2 separate regions of the Zea mays genome follow, and region 2 is linked to region 1. Evidence: chromatin contacts called from public Hi-C data. All regions are on one chromosome and are shown on one strand. The core of a region is the stretch at or near the end of the contact, and the rest is flanking DNA. Distances in the headings are between cores, read along the strand shown. Region 1 overlaps LOC103632509 (a long non-coding RNA gene). Region 2 holds the start of LOC118472940 (ankyrin-1).

Region 1 (6,153 bases), core at 2,478-4,977:
CGGATCTGCCTTTCGGTCGCCGTTGCCCCTCCGCCACGCCTCGCGCCAGCCGGTCCTGCTGAGCGCCGGCCTGATCCGCCTCCCTCTAGTCGGATCTGCTTGGCGTCGGCCTCTCGCCGCTACTGCTCCGCATCCTGGGCTTCCTCACCGATGCACGATCCTGGCACCACGCCACGCCGGTGTGCTACCGGCTCCTTGCGGCGGAGCGGACCACATGGTCTGTGCTCACGCTGAGCAGGGACCCACGATCGCTCGCGTTCCTCATCATTAGGCCGACTTTCTACTTCTCGACGCTGGAGCAGCTTGACCTCTCACTGGTGTCGTCGTCGCCTCTCGCCGGCCGGTCGCGTCTCGCGGTGCCAGGCGAGCGGCCCTGTTGCCATTGGCTGGGTACCGTTGACATGGCCGCCCCCGCTGGCTCGCATCGCCGTGGCTGGCACACGTGACGACAGGGGCGGCCGGCGGTGGTGGCTAGGCCCTAGCCGCTGCTGCATGCGGTAGGCTTCGGCTTCAATGGATTCGGCTCCCCTTGGGCCCTCGTCGCCTCGCCTTCAGGGTCGTGCACTCGTGCCGCCACCGTCAGCCCCCATCGCCGTCTCTGGGCCCCTGAGAGGAGCATGACCCGAGCCTCCACCCTTGTCGCCAGGAGAACGGGGCTACTCCGCCACCTCGGCTTCCTTAAGGGCCGACCTAGCACCCCCGCCCCCTCGTCGCCTCCACATCTTCAAGGTTGTGCCGCCAAAGCTGGCCTCCATAGCCTGCACTGGACCCCTGATTGGAGCACGACCTAAGCCTCCATCCTCGACACTGGGAGTTTAGGGCTACTCCTGTCACCCCGGCTATCCTTGGCTGCTGTTGTGTTCGTTGTGGCATTGCCGCTAGCATGAGCAGGGTTTTTGGGGTCTCATACGAAAGCCATGCCAGGTGTAGTCTGCACAGACAACAGCAATGCCCTCGACGCCGATGACCTCCTTGGATTGTTGTAAGGTAGCCTCTTCTCCAACCCTTCAGGCGTTGTCATGGAGGACTCATGCTACGCTTGGTGAATTTGATATCGTCATGTTCTTGTAGGTTCTCTTGTGTCGTTGTGCTTGGCACTGGCGTTCCAGCCTTTGTCGTGGTGCGACGAGTGCCTTCCTTTGGTGCGTCTGCTCCGTCAGCACTCTCCTTGTTAACAGAAGCATATTAATCTTATGCTAGGTCGGTGAATATCCGCCTCTCCTGCCATTCACCCATGAGGATTTCTCCTCAAGCGGCGTTGGATGGTGGCATTAGAGCCCGGATGCGCCATCGGGTGTTTCTGTTTTCTCGAAAGGAGATCGTCGTTTTCGGTATGTTATGGTCGCTATGCCTCTGACCTCCTTTAGCCCCTGTTCGTGGCCATAAGTCAACGGGACACGCGTAGCTACAAGGGGAGGTCTAGATGAGCAAAGGCCTAGGTTTGTCGACGAGTATGTTATTTTTAGTCGAAGCGCTAGTCGTCGTTCGACAATTGTCGTTTCAACTGCTTTAACATGCGACGTGTTGGGTTTCCTTTCTTTGTTTCCCCTGTGTTGTTGAAGTATTTGCTGTGTTGTGCTAGCACTTGTTTGTAATCTATGGTCTACCACAATTTTATATAGTGCTTTGCCTCGTTTCTCTAAAAAAGAGGTTGCTTTCAATGAAATTCAAGTGAGGATGTCCCCCCTCCCTGTTGACAGTAAAAAATGATAACTTCATTGATTAAAATAAGATTTTACCTTGATGATGTAGTTTGTTTTAAGATTGCTTCCGTTTCCAGGTTTAGTTGCCTGTACGGGAACAACTTAGCTGTTATTCTACTAAAATAAACTGATGCTTTCTTATCTTAAACAAATATGGCTATAGCACCTTGGAAAATAGGTCCTGATTTAGTTCATTGCATGTTTCCATTTTTCTTTGTAATGCATCTCTCAGCGTCTCTAAAGCAGTTATCACCAGCAGGAGATAATTAGCGCGCGTGTGTGTATATGTATATATCAGTATGAATGCATGTTGCTATCGCTTGAGGATATCAATTTAATATTTTGATTTTGACCAAAACCAACAGGCACTCATACCGAATTCATTGTTGGCCCCAAGCATGTTTGAAGCGAAATTAATAGTCTCCCTCACTGTCATTTCGGGATGATGGAGGTCATTCTGGCTGACGTACGCACAGAGGTGCTGCGATGTAGATGACATTGTTTCCCCATTACACTTGTATTTGACATCTCCATGGATCTATTGACAAGAAATCAGAAAATTAATGATGTTCGTTTTTCTATCACAAAAGTACGTACTAACTTCTTAGGAATAACCACTAATCAATACATGCTGCTTCTGTGACATGGTTTTGATTTATTTACACTAATTTTGAGGACTGGACTGGACTAGTACTACCTTCAAAGAAGAATCTAGTTTTCCTGCCAGTGCTTTTAACAGGGTCGTCTTTCCTGATCCGGGTGCTCCAAGAAGAAGTGTCATTCTGGCCACACAAGAAAAGCACCTGATTGATTACAGGCTGACCAGGTTATTAATTAGACTGAACAAGTCATTGAAACATTTTTAGAGAAACTGCCATTTTTCACTGTGGTGTGCTGTTTAATACCGAATGGTCATGGGACTGTACCTGGATGATCTTATTGTCCCGCTCACTGCATCTATGATTTTAAACGTTTCTTCCCTGGAGCGGCGCATGAGCACAGAATCCATTACAGCCTGCACCACAGAAATCAGTAGTAGTTGCCAGAAATACCTACCTTCCATGGTCCTTAAAATTCGCATCTACACGAAATTAAGATGTGGTTACCTTCCCACAGTTGATGATGGTGTTGGGAAGCGTGGGCGTTGTCCGTCGGCCGACAGGCACCACGGCTTCGACGCTTACACTGTCGAAGATGATCTCCACCTCCGGATCCTGACATCCCAGCCTGCTCACGATAATATTCAAATGCAGTTAGTGTTCGCAAACCACACTAGCTCCTTTTGTATTACCAGTGTTATAATGATTTGTATTCCCTCTGTTCCTAAATAAATCAAATCGTAGAATTAGTCAAGTTAAACTTTTGTATGTTTGGCTAAAATAATAGAAATCATGATAATTTATGATACCACATGAACATATTATAAAAAGATATATTTAATAATATCAATTTGTTGTCATAAATTACGATGCACTTAAATCTAGTTAATCTTAGGTGTATAGGGAGGAGAACCATTTTAACATCGCTCCGTTATGGGGGGCTTAGAGTAACTCCAAAAGAAACCTTAAACTAACCCCAAAATCAATTCTAGGGGGGAAACAATCACTTTTTTGTCGCTCTAACAGGTCCCTTTTCCTTCCCCAAAAGCTTGGCGTCCCTCATTTGTGGCCTCCCTTCCCTCATATTTGCGCGTCATTATTCCTTCCTTAATCAGACACACATGGACCTGGACCACTGTTTACTATCCCGCATTGGAATCACCGAATCTCGATAATTTTTCCCGTTTTCGCTACTAACCGAAAAACGAATTTCGGTCTGAATTTAGATGGATTTCGGTTCAAAATATAAAAACACAAAAGTCCAAATTTAGTCAATAAAACCAAATTCGGATGGTTCAAAACGAAATTGTTACACCTGACCTAGACTGGACGGGTGTGCTGGAGCGGCTGTGGGAGTGGGACCACCTTCGCGCACGGCTCACCATCGACAACATCAAGGCCATCGTGACGGACTATGGTCGGAGCTGCGCTGACTTCCTCAGCTCAGTTGTGCCTTAGTGCACTAGCTGCCGCCGCCGTACCACCGACCCCACCTCCAAATGACTTTAGCATTAGATACGGTTGCATGCATACGTAGACATTATCAGTTTGATAGATTGTTCTTTCATCCTGTTACATGTTTTGTTTAGAATCGTAGATGCCATTTTAGTTTGTTCAGAATGCTCGAGGCAGGGGTTGTTCCAAATTTTTTAGAGAGCAGTTATTAGCAGTCTGGTGTGGATTAAGATTTTTTTGGGATAATTATTTTAACAATAGCCCCAATAAGAGGTTTTGGGGATGAATTTTTTAGTACTCTCTTGGAGTTGCTCTTACATTGGCGGTGTTAGAGCAGTCCCAATAGTAACAAAAAAGCCTATTCCCAATCCTATTTTAGGGGGAGGGAAGAAAAAAGAGTACCCAACGACTCCCTATAACATCTCCTTATTCTTCCACAGGCGTAAAGCCGAGCGGTCGGAGTGGAAATTTGCACCACGCTTCGTCCTCCCAATCATCTGCTCGGCCGCTGGCTGCTCGTCATCTCCGGCGCGCAGGAGCTTCAACCCGTACGCCTCTGCCTTCTAGAGCATGTTGTTCGCTAGCCCAGCTGACGAGTGGCCGTGGGTCCCCGCGGCCGCGCCTTGCCGGTCCTCGACACGGGCCCCAATGATGTGCAGGTCTGCTTGAGCATGTTCCAATGAAGCCTGAACTTCTTTGTTACTACAGAGGGGGGGGGGGGGGGGGGTGGTGGCGCCCGCAGGTTCGCTTGCGCATGTTCCAATGAAGCCTGAACTTTGTTACTACAGAAGGAACTGGGTGATGGTGATTGCTTCGATCTGGATTCGTCAGGTGTTTACGAGCACTTCACCTGTTTCCGACTGAAAGCAATTGTGCATGGATATGCTGACACGAAGCTAACCCGATACTAGGCATGGATCAGATATGAGCCATAATAAAATGATCTATGACCCAAATTTAATCCGATATGACCTTTACCTAATCCGCAAGTCTAATATAGACCGAAGCTCACATGGCCTGGCTAACCTGATTTGATGCATAGGGTCATGTCTTTATTATTCCCCTACACACGACACGACCAACTAGCTCCTTTTGTATTACCAGTGTTATAGTAATATTTAGTCACTCTATCCCTAAATAACTTAACAATATTAATTTAAAGTCATAAATTGTTACATGGGCTAAGCTTTAATCCTTATCACATTAGATGTTTAAATGCTTTTTAGAAGTATAAAATTAATTATACAGAGGAGAACTAAATAATAAGACACATTTATTAAGTCTAATTAATTCATGTTTTACCAATATAGTGCTACAATAAAAATTTGCTAATCGTGGATTAATCATGCTTAAAAAATTGTCTCGCCGTTTAGTCTTTAGTTGTGTAATTAGTTTTATAATTAAACTATATTTAATACTTGTAATATATATTCAAACAACCAACATGACACATGCTAAACTTTTAGCGTGTTTGGTTCGAGAGAATAAGGTAGTCTGTAGTCTATCATCTTCTCACTACTCATTTTTTTATTTGGTTTGTGAAATGAAATAGGTTGATCCATCACTGTTTCATTCCTCATATGCTAACAATTAGTTATAATACGAGGAATGAATTCATTCTACCAAATTTGTGAAATAGACTTATAATGCACCACCTCATCTAGAATGGACCCCCTTTAGTCCCGACAACCAAACACCTCCTAAATCTAGTCAATCTTGGACCTCCTTTGGCAGGGCTCTGGCTTCTCTGAAAACAGTTTCGACTCAGGCTCTAGCTTCTTGGCTTCTTTAGAGGAGCCGGAGCTATTTTGCAATTTGTTTGGCAAAATAGCTTCTCCTGTGTTTTTTCAAATGATGTATGAGAAAAATGTAGGAGCTAATACAAGCCACGTTTTTTGTGCTCTAGCTCCTAGCAATAAAAGGACTCGCCTCTCGAAGAGTTCTTAACTAGAAATTGTTTTCTGACAGTTTTTGACAGTTTGATAGAGTTTTACGATGAGCTCGAGTTGAGCCACCGAAAGAGTCGTGCCAAAACGGCCCTTAGGTACATAGGGGGAGAACCATTTTTAACGTTGCCCCGTATGGATGTACACTGGAGTGGTGTCATGCCTTGCATGCCCCATCCATCTATTATTAATATTTATAATAATAAATATTCGTTGTGGCTCCACTACATGCGTAACCCATTGATTTCTCTCATAGTTTCAATTGAAAATTATAGGTTAGATGAGTATATAGCCTAGGACACGTTGATCCCGACTCAGCTTGATATTTTGGCCCGACAAGGGCAAAACATGGTCTGATGACTAGCTGGCCCAGATTGGCCCACCTCAAGCTCAACATCCACTTCTTTCTTCCGCCCCGTTTACCTTAGAATGGTTCCGGTCGAAATGATA
Region 2 (6,153 bases), core at 1,964-4,463, 350 kb before region 1:
GCAACAATCAGGCAGCCGAATTAAGGGAAGAGGATCAGGCCAGTCCTATCTCCAGTATATCAATCAGTAGTTTCCTATTTCTGCTATATCAGTAGTTTCCTATTTCTGCTGTAGCAGACAGTAGAGTTTCCTATTTCCATTATGGAAAGCAATAAGATGATTGGGTGTGTTCCCTGCCGCCTAGACTATAAAGGCTGGCTGCTAGTTTGTAAGAAGGCATCGAAGAATAATACAGTTACCTCCTAGAGGTGGGCTGTTCTTCGACGGTGGCGCCTTCAGCCGCCGGCGACGACAGACCTCCTCGCTACGCTCTGCGTTCTTGTTCTCAAGCCACTCTCCTTCTCCACTCTCCCCTGCGTTCCCCTCGCCGACCACCACGCAGCAACCACAACATTATGAGTGTGGGGGCAATTTGGTTAGGTGAGTTTTGCAAAGTTGAAAATGATGGATTATATTGTGGTATAGATTTGAGTATGATAGAGGAGGTTATCCAACGATTTGAACCGTTGTTTATGATGGTGTGTTAAATCTGGTTGCAATTTGTTTGGTGGATTTAGTGGAGGTTATGAGTGTGAGGGTAATTTGGTTGGGTGAATTTTGCAAAGTTTAAACTGTTGGATTATATAGTGGTATAGATAATATGCAAGACTAGAAAAGTGACTGAAAGGTGGGATCCAGAGTTATAATTGAGCATTAGGAAAATATGCAATATGACCTTGTTTTACAACGAGTTGTCATATGGAACATTCAATTAAATGACCATAGAATAAAAGATGGAAAACCCAATCAGATTTTGAGCCAGCCAACAAACAAGGTTTCAAGTGGAACCCTAAAGCCTCGATGGGAGAAGTGAAATATGGTGAAGAAGATAGACACGAGCATTTCTACTTCCGAACAAATTAGTCAAGCGGTTATTTCTTTGATTTATTTATCATGGATACAAATTAAATACTACCAATATATATGACGCCGTTGATTTTTTTTTTCTAAAACTTTAACCGCTCGTCTTATTCAATAAAAATCGTGAGTTATCATTTTGTTGTAATTTGTTTTATGACTCAAGGTCGTTTGAGCGTGACTTAAAATTTTACATTTTCGAATAAATAATTTGAATAGGACGAGTAATTAAAGTTTTAGAAAAAATTAAACGGCGTCATATGTTTGTGAATGGATGGCGTAGCAAACATGTATACCGTGTATTGGTAAGAAGAGGAAATTAGAGCTGGTAAGAAAAAAAACTATTACCTGTGCGCCATGATGCAACAATAACTCCACTATTCTTGCATTTCCATAATTGGCAGCAATATATAGTGGGCTTCTAGATTCCCACTGAGGGTCAACATAAGCCCCTCTTGACAATAACAATTCTGCTATTTCATAGTAACCTGGGTCAAAATAGAGGAAAATAATCACACCATGTTGCATTTATGGGTATTAAATGACATGTATTTCTGTTTCATAACTAAAATAACTAAAGTAACCATATGTCAACAGGAAAAACGATTTTGGAAACTATTAGGCAAACAAGTTTTTTACCACAAAATGAATGTTTAAGCCTTTAAGGTTCAGTGGTGGTTTATAATAACATATATCTTCTAGTGACCAACTCAACTATTTAGATGACCACAATGTATCCAATAGGCATTAGGCAATAATAAACCTATGTCCAGAAATTTACCGTACATAAGAGATAGAACACATTTGGCATGATAGTAAAGCTCGAAGAACAGCAAAAGGAAGTCTAAAATTCGCATATTCAAAGGTAAAGAGAACCTCTCTGCGCTGCAATGTGGAGAGGATAAATCCCATTTTTGTCTTCTTTGTTAGGATTAGCACCATAATCGAGAAGAAGCATCACAATAGCCAAAGATGCATTACCATACATTGCGAAAGCTAGTGGTGTCGCACCTGGAAAGTGGCAATAATCAGAATGATCAACACTTATTGTGTGTGTAAGCAAATGAAGTCATATGTAATAGAAACGTATAGTAGTATTACAGAGGTGTATCCTGTATTCCTCCTGTATCATGGCGTAAGGTATAAGGATCAAACTAGAGCAGAGCTTTCTTAGGGATAGAAAGAGCCATGGCCACCTCTCACAGTCACCATAGTCAGTTTCCAGCTATTTTCTCCAAAACTCATGAGTCATCATGCATTTCATTTCACAAACGACATTACTATTTGCAGAAGTTTGTGTCAAACAGATAAAGGCCCCTTATTCTGGAAAAAAATTAAGAGCAGAAAACCTATTTGCATGCAAAAGTAACTTGAAATCGCATAACATCTTCACATTAACCATCCTTCAACCTCACAGAAATTTGGAGGGATTGCTGAACTACAACCTTGGCAGTGGCAGACTCTTAATAAAATACAAATTGGAAGAAGACAGGATTACTGATTACATGCATAGGTCACACATTTCATGTACTATCATGCATACCTAATTACCTATGTTGTAACAGAACTCACATCAGTCACCATATAGCCAGTTTCAAGTAATTTTATCCAAAACAAAGAAGCGAACAAATAAACTGAACCCTCGACATATCCCATAAATCAGATCAAAGTCTCCCTTCCCATGCTCAGAAACTTGATCCAACTGTCTAACCATCCCATCCCTCCTGGTGCTGACCCAACGAACGTCATGCAAAAAGCAAAAATAGAAAATAGATACGAACCATCCCTGGCAGTAGCGTTGACATCGAGCTTGAGCTCCTTGAGCAGGAACTTGCAGACCTTTAAGTTCCCATAAGACGCCGCCATGTGCACCGGACCGTAACCCTGCTCCAATGCATCCTCGACCTGGATACGTCTCATCACCTCGTCCACGGTCATCCCAGTTTGCTCCATCAGCCGTCTCGCCGTTCCTGCGCAACAACAGCAACCCACAACATTTAATTCGATCAGACACCGAAACGCGAACCAAAAGCAAAAGCAGAAAACTAGGAGTCAACACAACATCCAGAGCACAGAGAAACCGTAATCGCCATGTCCATCTCGAGAGCTCACTCTTGATTTTGGGGATGTAACCATCGGACACGGCGCGAAGGAGCCGGTCTACCTTTTCATCGCGGGGAGAATTGTATGTGTATCGAAACTGGAGAGGGCACGGTTCGTCTCCCGTCTCTGAATGCTCCCCGGAGGTGGATTCCATGAATAGAGGGTTCTGGAAGCTTCGCGGCGCAGAGAGAGAGGATGGACGGGGGCAATTGAAACGAGCGGGAAGCGCGAGTCAGGCAGGTGGTGCCGTGGTTACTTATAGAAGCCAGCCAGCCAAGTCATCGGGACCGGCCCAAGTGACAAAACGCCTCCATGGGCCGACGGTGCTTGCGGTATGATCCTATATTTGTTAGTGTGGATATTCGAATTATTAAGATAAATTCAATATTTTAAAGTATATATGTAAGAAATTTGATGCCGATTTGTTTATGTTATCAAGCACATTATTATAAATAAGAATAAAAGTTTGTATAAATTGGTTTATGTATTTTTTTTGCTCTGTACAACAAAAAAAGGTGAAAAAATATCTGAATTTGTGCCTGATAGCCAATAAGGCAATACAAATAAATCGAGCTTCATGTTCATCCTTTAATTTTCCCCTCTTGAAAAGGGGTTGATTAAAGGATGAAGATATGAGAAATAAACAAAGAAAATAAAGGACATTAAAGACAAATATGTGCAAAATAAAGAAGGTGAAGCACATGAATCAACATTATAAGACATTGTTTCTTCATCTATTGTTATTTAACAAAAGATTACAGGTATACCTTCGATTCCTTGGATTACAAGATGAAGGTAAAGGAAATACAACTTCATAGGCATAGCAATTGTGAACACAAGGTTGATTTGTCCCTTATGGTTCGGATTGATGATGAGTGATTGTCAACGGCGTAGCGTCTCGGGTTGACTCATGGACTAACCGAGACATGAGTTATGTGTGTGCAACAATGTGTCTGGGTTTGTGGTGTGCAGGTGTGGAGCACAGGTACAGTGGTCAACAACGAAGGTGAAGGTCATGCCGGTTCGTGCCGATGGACCAGGAGCGACAAAGGACGAGCGCTGGGACTTGATTGAGGACTTGAGTTGCCCATAGTGGCTGACACCTAGGACACAATCGTGCGAGGACATGGCGGAGTGTACCATGTTGTCGATGCAATCAAAGACTAATGGGACATGTGTCTAGGACGTGGGAGATGCGCATGTGGTGTGCTACTCACGGGTGGTTTGGTGGTTGAGCCATGAAAAACCACCTAGCACTATGAATGTTGGGTTTTGTTGAGTTTGGGCTCAAAACTTGGCGGCGGCGGTTCCGGCGGGAATCGAAGGCGGCACGTGGCGTCATCGTGAAGGATGTGTCAAGGCGAAGCAACTTCGTGTGGAGCGCGTGACCGTTAGACCAAAATCCAAAAAGTTGGTCCATTTTGCCCCCGGCTAAGTGGTTAGGCTCTATGTATCTAGGGTTAATTTAGAAAGTAGTAATAACCCTCTATAAATAGAAGGGTGGGATGATTATTTTAGTCAACTTTTTGGCTTACACATTAGTCTCTTGTTTAGAAAACACTAGCTTTCATTCCCTAGTTTAGCCTGAGATCCAAAAATGTTTTGAACTTGCATCTGTGTTTGTAATCTTCACTGCTCTATTCAAAGAAAGGGTGGCTAGATCCATCCATGTGGCTAGTTCAACTCGATTCACTCAGTTTTGTCTCCGCTGAAATTTTGAGTCAATTATGTTCTTGTGTTCTTCCTTTCCCTCTATTTGTGGTTTTGTGAAGAACCATCGAGTTCTTGAGTTTGGGACTCATTTGGTGATTGTTGGGTGCTGAGATATACTCTTTGGTTTGCTAAATACGCCCCTTGGTGCAGTTCTTGGTCGTGATCCACATTAATCTCAGTTTGAGTTTGTTTGAGAAAACCCCAATAAAACTACAATTCTAACCTTATTTCAAGATCTACGATTGATTTACAAATCCGATTGAGGTAAAAATTTGTGAAAACCTTGTAAACACATTTGTCAAGGTTTCTGTAAAAGTATAGCTCAATCGAAGTCTGTTTGGTTCAGTTTCGCATTCAAGAACTAAATTTCGAGTTTTGGGTCGATTCAGACTCTTCTGTGTCCGATTTGTGATCTATTCATTTTGCTGGTCTCATGTGAGTCTTAGGAACATTTTGAAATCATGAAATCACTAGTTTGCTAATTTGCTTTTGGTTTCAACGCTTTCTTCATCTGAATTGAATTGAAGTACTCAATTTCAATCATTAGCATCAAAAAATTGATTGGCTCCCATTCACCCCCTCTGGTCGCCTCACCGGTCCTTCAATTGTTATCAGAACCGGTTGAGTTTTTTCTTACCCTAATCGGTCTGAAATCCATAAAGGCGACATGGAATGAGGTGTTGGCAAACCTCCATTTTTTGATGGGGCAAACTACCCATACCGGAAGATCCGCACATTGGCATATCTTGAGAGTATTGGGTACCGCGTCTAGGAGATTTGTATCGATGTTGCGAGTGCTCGGATCACTTTGATTTAGATGGAGTTCCATGATTCGAACAACAAAGCTCAAAACGCTTTGTTCTCGTGTCTCTTGCTTGTTGAGTTTGAGCGAGTCGAACATTTGGTTATGGCTCACAAGATCTGGTCCACCCTCGAGGGATTCCATGAGGGCAATGAGCCAATGATCATGTAAAGATCAGACTATTAGAGATGTATCAACAGGAGTATGAGAATTTTGTGCAGTTGGCTGGAGAGACTCTCAGTTCTAGTCGATTGTGAACAAGATGTGTGCCAACAAGGCATAGTGTCAGGTACCTAGAAACAGGGTACCCATAGCAAGGCTCATAAACCTCTTCCTAACCCGCCCACCGAGCAAGTCTGTGAGGTGGGGCGAGCGACCAAGTCCCCGGCGAGCAAGTATGCGAGGCAGGGCGACCGAGCAAGTCTCTGAGGCGTCGCGAACGACCAAGTTCCTGCCGAGCAAGTCTACGAGGCGGGGCGAGCGACTAAGTCCCCGAGCAAGTCTACGAGGCCGGGCAAACGATCAAGTCCCTGTCAAGCAAGTCTGCGTGACGAGGCAAGCGACCAAGTCCTCGAGCAAGTCTGCGAGGTAGGGCGAGCGACTAAGTCCCCGCTGGGCAAGTCTGCGAGGCAGAGCGA

The links. A called contact is a pair of places that touch in the nucleus more often than the background predicts.
Region 2: a contact with region 1 is called in a Hi-C map of ear, with 2.2 times the contacts expected there. The contact joins the promoter of LOC118472940 here to the enhancer-like site in region 1. A contact is called at or near these places in 2 of 25 Hi-C or Micro-C datasets (ear and tassel).

What each region holds. Positions count from the first base shown.
Region 1 is chr7:82,064,910-82,071,062 of Zm-B73-REFERENCE-NAM-5.0, reverse strand. It overlaps LOC103632509 (a long non-coding RNA gene), which reads left to right. Exons shown (of 3, transcript XR_555977.3): 1 at 1-987; 2 at 1,072-1,331; 3 at 2,069-2,637. Among protein-coding and RNA genes, the nearest start is that of LOC103632509, 3.3 kb to the left of the region's middle. Within about 2 kb of position 3,727, at least 8 of the 20 cell types and tissues checked have an H3K27ac peak or open chromatin away from gene starts, as enhancers often do. A contact at or near this core is called in ear, where this site is marked.
Region 2 is chr7:82,416,913-82,423,065 of Zm-B73-REFERENCE-NAM-5.0, reverse strand. LOC118472940 (ankyrin-1) reads right to left here and starts at 3,213. Exons shown (of 11, transcript XM_035960960.1): 1 at 3,010-3,213; 2 at 2,679-2,867; 3 at 1,774-1,908; 4 at 1,246-1,385. The coding sequence starts at 3,154.